Linked DNA regions of Bombyx mori: region 2 is linked to region 1. Evidence: chromatin contacts called from public Hi-C data. All regions are on one chromosome and are shown on one strand. The core of a region is the stretch at or near the end of the contact, and the rest is flanking DNA. Distances in the headings are between cores, read along the strand shown. Region 1 overlaps LOC101741505 (cyclin-dependent kinase 14). Region 2 holds the start of LOC101741505 (cyclin-dependent kinase 14).

Region 1 (2,700 bases), core at 179-2,678:
GTACGATGTCGTGCATATATAAACTTTTATATGTTCCTAATACTTGGTTTCGTTTTAAAAAATAAACAATCTAATAAATAAGAAATAATACTACGGCCAAGACAAGCCCGCACGGTTACATTACATTGATATTCTGAGCGGCCTGATACTATCTTTGGTTTTTGTTGTAGCTCGTAAATCAAAGATTTTCTGTATTCTTTACACATTTTCGGACATGTGGTGCAACGGATTTAGTTTAATACTATACGTGCCAAAAGTTAAATTCGATTCTGTTGGAATATTTGAAAAAAAAAAAAAATCAATAACAAAAAGTAATGGCGAGTACCCTCGAAAATGTTACATGTCTAGAAGAAAATACATATTTTTTTTAAACAGACAACATACGATATGTTGATATTTTATTGATTATAGATGGGTGGATGGGCTTATTTCCCACTCGATATTAAGTCAATACCGTAGGCCACATTCACGTTGTGATAAGACACCGGAACATGAAAGTTGCTTGGCTTGAGAAATAGGGTTGAACACTCATTATGTAACTGCTTTCACGCCCTTCAAACCGACGTTATTGCTGTTAGCGCGTATTATGAGTCCGCACGAATATATACCATCATGTTTTCTTCTGGGAAACAGTTATGCACCGTTCAGTGTGCTTAGTGCGAGTTTTTTAACGTTCTCGATAGCGTAAAAGTTAACTCAAATTTGTATGCAATTGGAACAGCGCCTCTAGCGGCAAACGAAGGCGAACATTCTAACTCAATACAAATCATATCTTATACCTTTAAACGAGCAATTCTTGTATATTAATATATATGTATAATCTGAATCTCGGAAACGGCTTCAACGATTTTCATAAAATTTAGTATACAGGGGATTTCGGGGGCGATAAATCGATCTAGCTACAATTTCCTTTCAGAAAATGTTGTTTTATTCGTGTTTTCGATAATCAACACTTCCCGACATCTATTGGCGAACAATAATACTATTTTTCTTAATTGAGGGCAACTAACCGCTTTAAAGACACAACAAGATGGCGTTATCATCTAGTTTAAGTTAACTTTTACGCCATCGAGAACGTTAAAAAACTCGCACTAAGCTCAGTTTAAATAGCGAAAACGTAAACCTGTTACAAATTTAATGAAAATTTCGACAACAACTATTTAACGCTAAGTGCGGTGTGAGCTCGTCTAATACATAAATAAATTCAAATATATCGCTTTATTACAATCAAATTTAAATTAAGCCAGCTATTAAAATTTTGTAGGAAGCACGTGTAAAAGACAAAACTATTTTGATTATAACTGTTGTGTTTTGTAATTAAAACCGTTCGTGACTTATTAATTGTTTTCCGTGATATCTTAGGAATGTAATAATAATTAATTTGTGCTCGATACACTGCGGATATAACAATAGGATCATTAGCTTCCTTTATTGGTTTGTTTATCATCATAAACTATAACATTGTTATTGAACGAACGAGGAATACTTTATACGAGATTTTAAAGTACAAACAATAGAAGTGAGTCTAAGATATATTAATCATATATTAGTTAATTTAGTTTTCATCTCTTCAGAAGATTAAAACTTACGGATACAATTCGAAAGAACATCATAACATATTTTTTATATAAATACTAGCGACCCGCCCTCGCTTCGCTTCGGAAACTGTAATTTATTATTGATTTCTCCACTATTTAATGGATGTTATTATACCTACATATAAACCTTCCTCTTCAATCACTCTATTTATTAAAAAAACGGCATCAAAATCCGTTGCTTAGTTTTAAAGATTTAAGCATACATAGGGATGTAGGGACAGAGAAAGCGACTTTGTTTTACATTATGTAGTGATATTACAAACACTCATTTTTTCAATAGGTATATATATCGACAGGATCAGGTAGGACGTATGCTCGTCTGCTTACGATGGCCATAAAAAAACGAAGGATGTTTCACGTCCGATGCAATAAATGTCAAATTTCTTCTTTCAAAATGTTACCGACACGTATAGTGAAAGCATTTTATCCACAAATGCATAGAACTATGCCACTGTTGATTTTTTTACAGCAGTCGACATTGGTAAACGAGAAAGCTAACATTTAGCCGAGTGACTCGGTGGCGGTGGTAGTGCCCCTGGGTGCTGGTCGGGTCGTGGTTTCATACCATATTGGGAATACATACTTGTGACGAATAGATTTGTTTGCTCTCTGTCTCGGTGTTAATGGAAACACATATTTGACAGATGCTTGAATCTCGCTTACGACATTTTCAAGATAAGCTTGCATATTATTATATACAAGTTCCGAATAAAAACAGTCCGACCGTCAGTCTACCGAGCAATATCACACGGTCGGTGGAAGATCTTACCTTCGTCTTTTAAGCCCCCCACAGGTATAATCATATCCCATAGTTTCCATATTACACATAGAATCCCAGTTTGGGTCCAGACAACATTCAGACAGAGAACATTCTTTACGTTTTGCAAACATGACTCAGGAAACGTTAAAACAATGCTATCCATCTCTAAGGAGCGGCACGGATACGTAGTTGGATATGTCGAAACAATGTTTCAACCTCAACGATCAGCTGACAGCGATTTCTAGTACACTTGAAGGTACTGTCGCACTGCGGACAGAGGACGTAATCGAGTCGAGTACTCTACACACACACTAATGGATGCAGTAAACAACAATTTGCATT
Region 2 (2,889 bases), core at 60-2,559, 56 kb before region 1:
CTTGTCGATTTCATCCAACTCAATGCTGCACGATACTCTAATCTCGCCTTCTCCATGGCAGACACAGTAGCTCGCATATCACTCACAGCTCGACCTCGAAATGTTTCCACTTCATGATAAAGCCTTAGCAATGGCGATCTAATTGATAGCCGCTGCTGCCCACAGTATGATATCGCTTTTCCAGCGGAAATCATGTGTTTCCCTGACGCGTCAGCGTTTTTTCCAGAATCTCGGAGAAATTTCCCCAAAGCATTTTCTTCTTGAGCCAGAATACATATTCGCTCTTGGTATTGGTCTAATACGCGTTGTAATTGCAAACAGCTGTCAGATATTGATCGGAATAACTCTAATTTCGCGTCCAGTTCGGCGTCGGAAGAAACGATACATTCGTCTTCTTTAGTTCCCAGCTTTTTCAGAACAGTCTTTTTAGTAACCCAATATTGATGCTGCATCATCTTCACTGTACTGATACTTTGATTTGTTTCTGTCGTATTATCACAAATTAAAAGTTTTTGAAATTGCCGAAAATAAAATATTATCAATAATTTTCATATCATTTGTATTTGCAATGACAGGAACCATAGATAATGCACTTAACAGAAACTGACAATGACACTTTCATGTTCCAATCCAATGCACATAAAAATAAATGTTTAATTTACAACGATAAAAAGCAAAACAAAGCTATATTTATATTATATTTCATTATATGATACACAACAGTAGCAATGGTGTTTGGTAATTGTTTATTTCAATACCAAACAAAAAAAAACATCTAAAAGGCTGAGTGGATCTTGAACATTCTGGAATGAATGAAAGTTTTTGTTATTTATAACCGATATATCTTGAGAAGGAGTGCTCTGAGGAATTTTTTGAGATGATATCATCGTCTCGTTTTTAACAATCGCACCGCCCGCCACTAGAGTAGATTTCGTCTATACTTGGTACTATTATTATAGCCACTGCGTTAATTCACTATCAGATGGACCGTATGCTCGTCTGCCTGCACGGGCAATAAAATAATATATTTTACACCTAAAATATATGTCGACAAACTACTTGCACACTAGAATAATTATTAGACATTTGTTTGCAAGCCAGTTTTAACATTGGCATTATATATAAACAAAAAAAAAACAAAAAGATTAGATCGGATTTGTCATAGTCAATTTATGGTTCAATTTACATCCAGTTTAATAATTACATTGAATTATGAATTTTCTTTGAAATCTCTATAGTATTATAGCTTTTTCAAATGCTAACCTTTGCTCTGGTTAAATTAAAAATGGTAAGCCAAGTGAAAAATTGTCTATGATATGATATTTACAACCGGAATGTGGAATGGCTGCCGCGTTTCGTGTCCGTCAATCTAATGTTTATCAAACTATTTCGAAAATAATATGTGTTATTTTTTTAGATGAGAACCACTGTTCCGCCACAAAAGTGTGATAATAATTAAAATGTACTGTGCTAGTGATAAAAATGTTCCCGGGGTATCGTCTTCGCAATCTTCGAAAAACGTCAAAGATGGTAAGTTTGTCGTTGATCAAATTTGTTTTTTTTTACAGGTTATAATTATCGGTATATTTAAGTTTGTTTATATTATTATTTAAAATTGCTGCTATTATGTGTTTAATATTGCAAGAGGATCTTATAAAGGTAATCTGCTTCGACTAGGCTTAAAAAAGTTTTGAAAGTGAAGAGAAACTTTCGAATAAGTGATATGAATTGAGAATAGAATTCGAAACTTTTTAACAAACGAAGGTGCCTAAACTAGAATCCTACTGTTGATTAATTGTTACAGCAAGCTTAGGCATAATATGAAGAAAAAATATAGTTAAATAGTTTTGAATATATTTTTATCAGTTATTGTTTGGGAACTGTATGTACAGAAATGACGGATGGACTTAAAACAAACTTTCGGCCCTATGAATACGGTTCAATTCGTTGTTTTTCATTTTTATGATATACGACCTCATGTTTTTGTTATCGAATTAGTTTGGTTTGATCAATATAAAATTTAATATCTTTTAAATATGTTATGAAATAAATTAGTGATTGATATTTTTTTCAAATGTAGTGTAGGTAAGTCATTAAAAGTTCACAAAAAGAGTACAATACGAAAATTTGCTTAAAATTTATATTAGTGATTTTTGGTATTTTCTTCGCGAGTTATAGACACAAAACTACTTTTACGGTTAGTAATTTATATTTTGTTGATTAAAATGTCAACATTTAATCTCACTACGCACAAACAAATGTTCATGATTGATTTCCACGGTGAAGAAATAACATCGTGCAATGAAAATCATGCCCGCAAAAATTCTAATTTGCGTAATTACTGATGGTAGGGCGGTTTGTGACCCCCTCGGGCAGGTACCACCACCCTGCCTATTACTGCCGTGAAGAAAGAACGCGTGTCTGTTTGAAGGGCGGGCAGCCTTTGTACTGGAACAACTAGAACTCAAGGTGGGTGGCGGCATTTACGTTGTTGATGTTAATGGGCTCCGGTAATGACTTCACACCAGGTGGACCATGAGCTCGTCCACCCATTAGAGCAATTATTAGAGCTTAGGTAGGAAAAAAAATGTGAGCCGTCACGGGCCGCCTGGCAGATGTGAAACATCGACATTATTTTGTAAAAGTAATATGCAAAAAAGAACAGATCGTGATAGGAACTAAATATGTCATAATGATAAAATAAAATATTACGAAAAAATAATTTGTTTTCAAGTAAAACACAGAGAGAATCACACAGTTGATTGCGCATGGCGACGCGTCGCCACGCCAGTAATCGGTTTTACGTGCGGCTATAGATGTTTCACATCAAAACTAATTTACGTAAATGAAAATGTCAGGAATGTATCTGTCTGCTGCAGTCCTCGGCAA

Evidence for each region. A called contact is a pair of places that touch in the nucleus more often than the background predicts.
Region 2: a contact with region 1 is called in a Hi-C map of whole pupa, with 2.4 times the contacts expected there. The contact joins the promoter of LOC101741505 here to the enhancer-like site in region 1. A contact is called at or near these places in 3 of 7 Hi-C or Micro-C datasets (midgut and whole pupa).

The regions. Positions count from the first base shown.
Region 1 is chr11:9,244,774-9,247,473 of ASM3026992v2, reverse strand. All of the region lies in intron 3 of LOC101741505 (cyclin-dependent kinase 14), which reads left to right. Among protein-coding and RNA genes, the nearest start is that of LOC134199677, 3.8 kb to the right of the region's middle. Within about 2 kb of position 1,428, at least 1 of the 8 cell types and tissues checked has open chromatin away from gene starts, as enhancers often do.
Region 2 is chr11:9,300,791-9,303,679 of ASM3026992v2, reverse strand. LOC101741505 (cyclin-dependent kinase 14) reads left to right here and starts at 1,309. Exons shown (of 11, transcript XM_038013646.2): 1 at 1,309-1,530. The coding sequence starts at 1,461. LOC101741365 (islet cell autoantigen 1) reads right to left here and starts at 877. Exons shown (of 4, transcript XM_004931533.5): 1 at 1-877. The coding sequence starts at 455.